Regions from separate parts of the Capsicum annuum genome. Here region 1 is linked to region 2. A link is a contact called in public Hi-C data. All regions are on one chromosome and are shown on one strand. Each heading gives the region's core, a stretch centred on a gene start, on an enhancer-like site or on the middle of the called end of the contact. The rest is flanking DNA. Distances are from core to core; before and after follow the strand shown.

Region 1 (4,873 bases), core at 2,238-4,737, 140 kb after region 2:
TACTGAAAAACATTATCTTTTATACCAAAAAAAGATTATTAAAAATATTTCTGAAGTTAAAATTAAATATTGGACGTAGTTTCCATGATTCATGAAAATAGTTTCTTAATGCTGAAAATTGACAAAATATGCTAAAACGGACGTGAGTAAGGCATTGAAAATTAATTATAACATCTGAAATCAATCGAACATGTTGAAATAACTTTAGACTGAAAATTAGTAAATAATCCCTAAAAGTTTATTGTTGATCCTAAATTATTTTTTATCTAAGTAGTTCACACGGGCACTTGAAGCACATAAACCTCGCCCCCGCAAGCAGTCCCCAAAATTTTATTATTACATAGTAGAGGTTTATACAATAATATTATAGACCCATGAATAATAAAAAAAAATGACTAAACTAAGAAAGAAATAAAAAGACCCTCTCAAACTCCCGGGCGACTCTTTCAATCCCAAAACACTACTTAATGATACCTGTTAGATACGAATAAAATAGCAAAGCAAGCACAAAAGAAAAATCGAATACACCAACACATGATCTCAAACAGAGAAACAATGAAACAAAAACATAGCAAGCAAGCACTGAATAATTTTTTCGAATTAGTTTCTATAGGCATATTTTCTATGTTTTTGCTATTACGAATACTACAACATAAAAAAAAATACGTTGATAGAGAATAATTAGACCGCAAAGCAATAATAATAAAGACCTTAAGTAAAGCAACTGAAACAATGAAATGGAACTGAATGCAACCCAAATGTGCCGAAGAGCTTGAAATATTTTCGTATAGAGAGAACAATAGATGCCAAAAGAGAAGTTCTTGTCTTTTTTGTTTATAGAGTAACAAAAAAGGAAAAACTGTTTTCTTTTTCTTTTTTCTCTGAGAGTGTAGGAGAGGATGAAAAAATTATGTGCAATAACAGAAAGGGTTACCCCTGTTTAGTAAATTAATTATCGGATGATAAAAAATAAATGGTAGTAAATTAATTATCGGGTGATAAAAAATAAATGGAAGACAGAATATTCAGTCAACTAGTTTAAGAAGTTATTTTCCTTAATAGAGAGACTAATCCAATTGAGTACAAGAATAGAATTTTCAATTCCCATAAATAAGCAAGTAACATATTTAATTAAGGAGAAATAATGTCAATCAAATCATAATACACCACAATTAGATTAAATTAAGGAAAGCCAATATCAACCAAATCACAAAGTTAAAATAAATTAAGAAAAATCAATATCAAACAATATATCATAATTAGCCAAGTAAAAGCAATTTGTCGAGACAATTAATAGGGGAATCACAAAACCATAAAATCGGCCAAAATATATGAAAGATAAAGTTGTCCCGTTGTTTCAATCAATTAGCCACATAATATTCAATTAAGAGGGAAAGTAAAAAGAAATTAAGATTTTCAACATAAAAACTAAGTGTTAAATTTGTCACTGTTATATGAATCGGATTCTATCATTATTAACTAAACCAAAAATACAATCCACAAGTAAGAACAATAACTTCAAAAATTGAATAAAAATCAGCAACCTATTAAAATTTAAAGTCAAAATCAAGCATCACGAAATTTGAAAATTTGCACGCATGATAGCACAGATGATTAGGTGTACATGAATCAAAAGGAATTTTGACAAAATTATCGACCAAACTTTATCAATTTCAAATCACAAAATTTATAAAAATTAAGAAAAATATAAAAGAGGTTTTGAGACTTAGACTTAAAATAAAACATGGAATTAAACCGAACATGGGTTCACAAGAACCCATCATTTTTTCGAAGAGACTTGATCAGAGCAAGTGGCGGTAAGGCGGCAGTGGTGGTTTGGGCTTCCATCGATGGGGAAGATCACTGGTGTACACTTGTCAGCAGTGACATTGTATTGGTTCATCGTTGTAGTTGTTTGGTCTAAGAAGAGCCGGAAAATGGAGGAGGGACGGCGGAGCGACGGTTGGATATTGATGGCGCCTCGCTGGTCATCACTTCTGGCGAGACAACGGCCACAGGTGATGGCAACCATGGTTTTGTCAGAGCTAGGAGGTTGTTTCACCGACTGGAGCGGCGGCTATTGTTGGTGTTGAAGGCGGCGACTGCGGGGAGCAGTGAAGATGGGAAGAGAGAAGTATCGATCGTCCACTGGTCAACCCAATGACAACAAATCAATGATACTGGCGCAGAAACGGTGGCGTTTCGCCGGTCATGGTTGCCCATCGCCGGGGGTAAGAGAGAGAAGTAGAGAGAGAGCAAGTGAGATGCGGTTGATTTTTAAAAATGGATTAGGGTTAGAGTATTATTTTAGGTTAAAAAGGAAAGGAGGAAAAACGTTGATCTCAATCATTGCATTAGTTTTGATCAATGATTAAGATTTAACATTATGAATGATTTAAAATTATGTAAAATTGGATTGAAAATTTTAAAATTTGACTCAATAGGACACAATTCAGACTAAATTTGTCATAAATTAGATAAAATTGAGCTAAAAATTAAATTAAAAAAATTAAATTAAGTTATTGTTTAATAAATATGTATAATAATAAAAATCCTTATATCCAAATTAGTTATGAATAAACCATATAAATAAAATTAGTTGCTTTAAAATAGTGACAATAATAATTTGAAGTAAAATTAGGCACTTGTAAATCATAAAATACGAATTTTAAGAAATACTATAATATTAACAACAGTCATGACGATGATGATGAAGATGATGATGATGATGATAATAATAATACGGGTGTAAACATTAAATAATTTAATAAATATAAACATATTTTGTTAAAAAAATATTTAAATTAATAAATTGTATATAATATAAAAACGATAATACAACAGTAATAAAAAAATAATTTGTATATTTTTAAATCACGAATGTGACATGTCAATATTTATTTGATACCAAAATAATGCGTAGAAAATATTAATAGTTAAAATAAATAATTGATATCTATATCTATCTATAATCTATAATATATTAAAAGTGTGAAGACCCTTAAAAAGTGATTTGAATTTCTTGCCCTTCGTTAAAAATCTCTCTTTTAGATAAAATCATCTTTTCACTATCCTACAATTATTAATTAATTATTATATTTATAATATTTAAAATTAAGGAGTCCTAAAATATATAGGAAGAGGTATTAGGTGAATTAATAATTAAGGAATCATAAAATATACGAAAAAGGTTCAAATATACCCCTCGAACTTTAATAAATGATACAAATATACCCTCCGTTATACTTTGGGTACAAATGTACCCTTGTTGTTAATAAAAAGGTACAAATATACCCTTATCACTAAAGGATATACACATGTCACCATCTTATTCGTTTGTCCTTTTAATTTATTTTATCCCTAAATAATTAAACCCATCTAAAATTATAATTCATATCCGGTTTTAATAAATCCGACCTGACCCAATCTATAGAGAATTCAAGAGACAACAGAACGCGTTCTTTCTTCCTTCGGCAAATATTACCTACCCCTGAAATTTGCCAATTCTATGACATAATGAAGTACAAAGCATCTAGCTGGAATCCCATGAACTTAATAAATCAAAGATTCAAGCTTAACTAAAACATCCTAATTGCACATTAGTACAACAAACTACAAAACACTTTATAAAATTTCAATGCTTATAGTAGCTAGAAGGCAACAAGTGATTGCATTTGATTTCTTCCTAGGGAGTCTCTGATAAAAGCCAAAGTCTTGCCACAAACAATTTCCAAAAATGGACTAGCATCAAAAAGTGGCAACTCACAATCTTCTGGCTTCTATCTTCAGTGTATGAAATCACTATCAGGCCTTCCATACTTCATGCAATTCTACCGATCATCGATCAAACAGTTTGTCTCATTTGTATAATATGATCCCTTTGGATATGATACCCATTTCCCCATAACGAAGTTACATTTTTGTTGTTTTATCGATGCATTTTTCTGAATTGTTAGTGCTAGTAATTCTCGAAGACAGCATTTGGTTAACGGTCTTACACTCTGGCTGATCAATAGGAAGTGATCCATTGAGAATTGATTCAAGATTTTGCAAAAAAAAAAAAAAAAAAACAGTGATAGTATCAAATGAAGAAAAACTAATCTTGAGAAAGAGAAATAATGTCGTGATTAGTAGAACAACAATTCTAAAACTATTAAAGAGCTCTTCCGGATCAGCCTTCATCTGCAAGTGAATAGAGACACGTCTGTTGTCTATTGAATTCTCTATAGATTGGGTCGGGTCAGATTTATGAGAATCGGGTATGGATTATAATTTAGGGTGGGTTTAGTTATTTGGGGGTAAAATAAATTAAAAAGGACAAATAAATAAGATGGTGACATGTGTATAGTCGTTACTGATAAGGGTATATTTATACCTTTTCATTAACGGCAAGGGTATATTTGTACCCAAAGTATACCGAATGGTATATTTGTATCATTTATTAAAGTTTGGAGGTATATTTATACCTTTTCCGTAAAATATATGGTAAAAGCTATTAGAAAAATTTGTAATTAAAATATCCTAAAATATATGATACAAATAATTTTTATATATTAAATTCTTCTTTATTTGAATCATGTAATTCTTTATTTGAATTAGGTTAAAAAGATATTTAATATTTAAATATTTTGAAGTTATTGAATCTTTGATTCATTCAATCCATATAAATTGTAAAATATGTTCATGTTTATAGTGTCACGTCTGTAGTTAATATTTTTGACCAAAAACATTTTAATTGTTGAATTCGTCCCCATTGAAACTACAAAAAGTTCTAATACTTAATATTTTTAAATTTAATAGTCTAAATCATAATATATAACACTTCTAAATCAATTAAAATTTACTTCATATACAAAAATAACTTTTATGATTC
Region 2 (4,420 bases), core at 598-3,097:
ATGAGGGTGAGTTGTAGCTAGCTCTTTAATATGTTTTGATGGTTTGTAGTTTATTTTTAATTTGTAAACTTTGATGTTTGAATTTTGATTTTTCAATGTTTTGATTGTGTTGTTCAAATGGTTTATATCTGAATTGATTGATTGTAATATTTATATATAGCAAGTTTATTCCTCATAATATAAAGAAAAAAGAATATTTTACCTGAATAGCGCTGCCTCAAACACCACTAGCCAATGATCTGACTTTTTGAATGAAACAAAATCAGCAGAAATTCATAAAACTTAGGTCGAGGAAGAAGCTAGTCGTCCGAATGATAACAACAAAAGAATAGAATGAACCGAGACTATCATGTCTTATCGAATAAAGCACAACTTATCAATATGAAAAGGTGTTAATGTCTTTACAGAAAGGTAACAATCTATTCAATAATGTGAACAGGTGTTGCAAATTACATTATTTCTCCTGATTAAAAAAAAAAAACTCTTCATTTTTTATTTTCACCATCCTAAAATCAATAAAAAGTTTTAAAAAAATTACATCACAATCTTAATTATCTTATGATATCTGTATAATATTTCATGTTTTTTTTATTTAATTGCATTCATTTCATATTTTAAATAATGTATTTGAGATAGTGATGTATGTGAAGACAATATGTATCCGAAAAAAATTAAGTAATGTATTTGAGGCAGTATGTATCATGAATTATATATGATTATGATACATAACATCGAATTTACTAATGCAATATATCGGGATCAATACAATGTATTTGAGATTTCACTAATCTATTCGACATTTATAATTTTTTAAAATTTTTAATAATATTTAAAAAATTAAAATAGAGAATAATTAGCTTGAAAATGGAGTTTATGGTGTTTATACTAAAAATCACTACTAGAATGAATATTTCAAGTTGGGCTGAAATTAAGCCATGTAATATTTTTTGTTGATCACTGCTGGTCGACGCAAGATTGGTGGATGCCATTGTAAGATGTCTTCCACTCAAAAGAAAAAATAAGAAAGAATGAATAGAAGAAGAGAGCACTCTCTCGAAGCAAAGATTGCAAAGGGCATCTTCTTGCCAACTTGTTTTATCTTTTTCTTTTCCAAAGAAAATATAAGTTAAGAATTAATTAAATTTGATGCATCAAACTTGATTAATTTATTTATAATAAACTAAAATTCTTATGAGAAGTATCAAAGTAATTATTTATTTGATGAAAAGGATGATTAATTATATATATATATATCGATGCATCAAACTTGATTAATTTACTTATAATAAACTAAAATTCTTATGAGAAGTATCAAAGTAATTATTTATTTGATGAAAAGGACGATTAATTATATATATATATATATTAAGTTCATGGTATTACAATTTTTTTTTATTACGCCATCATTATTTTTAGTTGCATGATGTAACCTATCTTATATTATTATTGGTACGGGCAGTATTCCTGACTCACTTGAGGCATCAAGATCTGGACTCAGCCTGATATACTCTTACATTCTCTTTTGTTTGTATGTACACTTCTTCCCCATAATTATTACTTCCTCCGTTTCAAAAGAATAATCTACTTTGACTTAGCACAAAGTTTAAGAAAATAAAATAAATTTTTGAATCTTGTGACCTTATATTAAAGTTGTGTAAAATATACCAAAATATCTTTTAATCTTGTGATCCTAAACATGTCATGTGGAAAGTTGAAATTAAAGTATTGTTCAAAAAAGAAAGAGATCATTCTTTTTTAAACGGATTAAAAAGAAAAATAGGTCATTCTTTTTTAAATAGAGGATGTAATATACAATATAAATACATCTTTCCACAACTAGTATAGAGTCTATATATAAATAAATTAGTCCACTTTCTCTCCTCTCTCTCTCTCAATATGGAGGCAAATCTTGTTCTATACTATAGGGGCTTTTCAACAGGAGTATCCATGAGAAACACAAAGATCATGAATAGTTATAATAAATTACCATATTGTTATCCAGCATCATCCTCCATATGTTGTGTGTTAACAAAGCCACCTCCAACTAATCACAATCATCATAGTAATTTTCATGTTTATAAAGATAATTGGTTCGATCATCTAGCCATTAACCATCTCTCTCAAAGTATACAAGCTACCACAGGTATTATTTCTCTTCCTGATAACACTTACAGGTCTTTTATTTATTAATTTGTTTATTTACTTATTAATTTTAAGCACTTAATTTTAGGATTAAGAAACAAGAAGAGTGGCTATGAAAGCTTTGTGGAGGCTGCAAGAGTGGTGTATGTGAACTATAACTCCACACATGATCAAGTAAATCTTGTTATTGAATCTCTTCAAAGGGCATTCCCTAAGCCTATTCTTTCTCTGGCAAGTTCAACTTCATATCTTCTTTTTTTTAAATGAAAATCTTTTTTTCATAGCATAATCAAGGTTTTTGATCATCTGCTATAACATGTTAAAAAAATTAAATTGATAGTGCATTATAATGTCAGTATATAAAAGGGTTTTTTTTGTATAAAAACTGTGTTTACTTCGTTGTCTTTTTCTTCTTTTTAACGTGTTTTAAATCACAGTCTTTTATGAATATAATTACTGCGGACCGTTGGGGAGCCACATCCAAGGAAGAGGGCTCAAGTTGAATCCCCCTGATAAAGAAATGAATTAGGTTAAAAACTCCAAAATTATTAACGTTTTACGATTTTCATTTGAAATACTCCCTAGAGAAATATAACATTCTACATGAAAATCACACCACAAAAATTCCTCCAAAGAGTTTCATGTGACAGTACACATGAAAAAAAACTGAGTAGGTTAATACCAACACTAAACTATCAGTGTTTTGCTAGTGTTACAGAAATTAGTGGGTGTTCACATAACCTTCCTAAACTACCATGAACTCATTGTGCCAATTGGATTCATTTTAATGATTTTTCTCATCTCCCATGTGTCTATCAACAGATTATACGAAATATTTTTCCATATATTTAACAGAGGAATTTTTAATTTAAGGGAGTTAAAGTCCAAATAATAATAGGAAAAATCAATAATTTAAATGTGAAACGCACAAAAATATGATAAACTTAGGGGTGGAGGGAGACGGGGGCTGTTTACTTATTCATTCTTAAAAAAATCGTACTTCACAAATAAAATATAATGGAGTAACTTTTTTCCCACATATATTTGCACTTCTGAGTCCTCATAATAGTAACACTAATTTAGAAATTGTCGTAACTCATAAGTTCGAACACATTAAATTCCTATATTATAATGTGCTCTACAAGGCGGACAATAACATGCACGTTATTATTTATAGGAACTTTGGTTTCAAATTTGAGTTTCATATCTTTGGTTTTGTCATTCTTTCTTGTTATTAACTTCTACTATTACTCAATTGCATTTCCAACTGGAAAACCTTTTTTCCATATTATTAAAAGCTGCTTAATGACGTCTATATTTAAAAGATAAAACATACCATTTTTATGAAGATCGATAAAGACAGAAAGAGCATATAATAACTTGTTTTCTATCCAACAATTCAGCAATTATTACTGCCTGTATGTACAATCTTGGTATTGATGACTGGGATGACATGTTGGTGATGCTTAAAAATAATCGACCAATAAAATGTGAAAGGAAAGAGCAATTTGTAGGTTTGAATGATCGTTGATAGAGAAATTATTTTGTAGCGAATTTAACTTCTAAATATATACATGCACACACACTAGGACTGGATTTTAACACATAAGCTATTGTTTTCCTAATTGAATGAAGAACTGAAGAATTAATAAAGAAACAAAAATCTTTGAAACATCTGGTCGTAACTCATAAATATGTCATATTATTGTATGGTGAGCATTGGAAACATATTCTTGTAAATATATTATAATGTTTATGTGTCTATAAAACTTATTAAGGATAAAATCCGAAGTTTAAATTGGATTAATCTTTTGAAATTTGGAAAGAAAGGTAATAAAAAAATGAGGTTCACATAAATTGAAACGAAGATCGGGACAAAGCTAAAGAGGCACAAGGGGTTTATTCACAACTCTTTTATTAGAAAATTACACCATATATATAAAATGAAAGCTATGTTTTATGTATATATAAACTATATAAATGTTGAATTCCCATAACTTCATCATATGATTGGCTCATTATATTCCTATTGCTGAACAGGTGAAGATGCTACTACCACAATCTAAGTGGGCGAGAGAGTATTGCGCTATGTTCACCACAGTCTTCTTCGCTTGGCTAGTGGGATCTTGTGAGGTACACTCCAAATATTGCCTTCTACATTTCATCAAGACATTAGTTTGTTGGGACATGAATTTTGAATGAAGGTGAAACATTTAGCAAATAACTAACTCATAAATACGAAATACTAATGTTACATGGATTGATCTACTTATATAAC

The links. Hi-C and Micro-C count contacts between places; a contact is called where the count stands out from the background.
Region 1: a Hi-C map of leaf shows a contact between it and region 2, with 1.5 times the contacts expected there. The contact joins the enhancer-like site here to the promoter of LOC107863814 in region 2. A contact is called at or near these places in 2 of 5 Hi-C or Micro-C datasets (leaf and placenta).

Annotation. Positions count from the first base shown.
Region 1 is chr3:57,400,369-57,405,241 of UCD10Xv1.1, forward strand. No RefSeq gene overlaps it. Among protein-coding and RNA genes, the nearest start is that of LOC107866328, 11 kb to the right of the region's middle. Within about 2 kb of position 3,488, at least 5 of the 5 cell types and tissues checked have an H3K27ac peak or open chromatin away from gene starts, as enhancers often do. A contact at or near this core is called in leaf, where this site is marked.
Region 2 is chr3:57,261,284-57,265,703 of UCD10Xv1.1, forward strand. It overlaps LOC107863814 (beta-carotene isomerase D27, chloroplastic), which reads left to right and starts at 1,848. Exons shown (of 7, transcript XM_016709967.2): 1 at 1,848-2,143; 2 at 2,231-2,316; 3 at 4,183-4,275. The coding sequence starts at 1,897.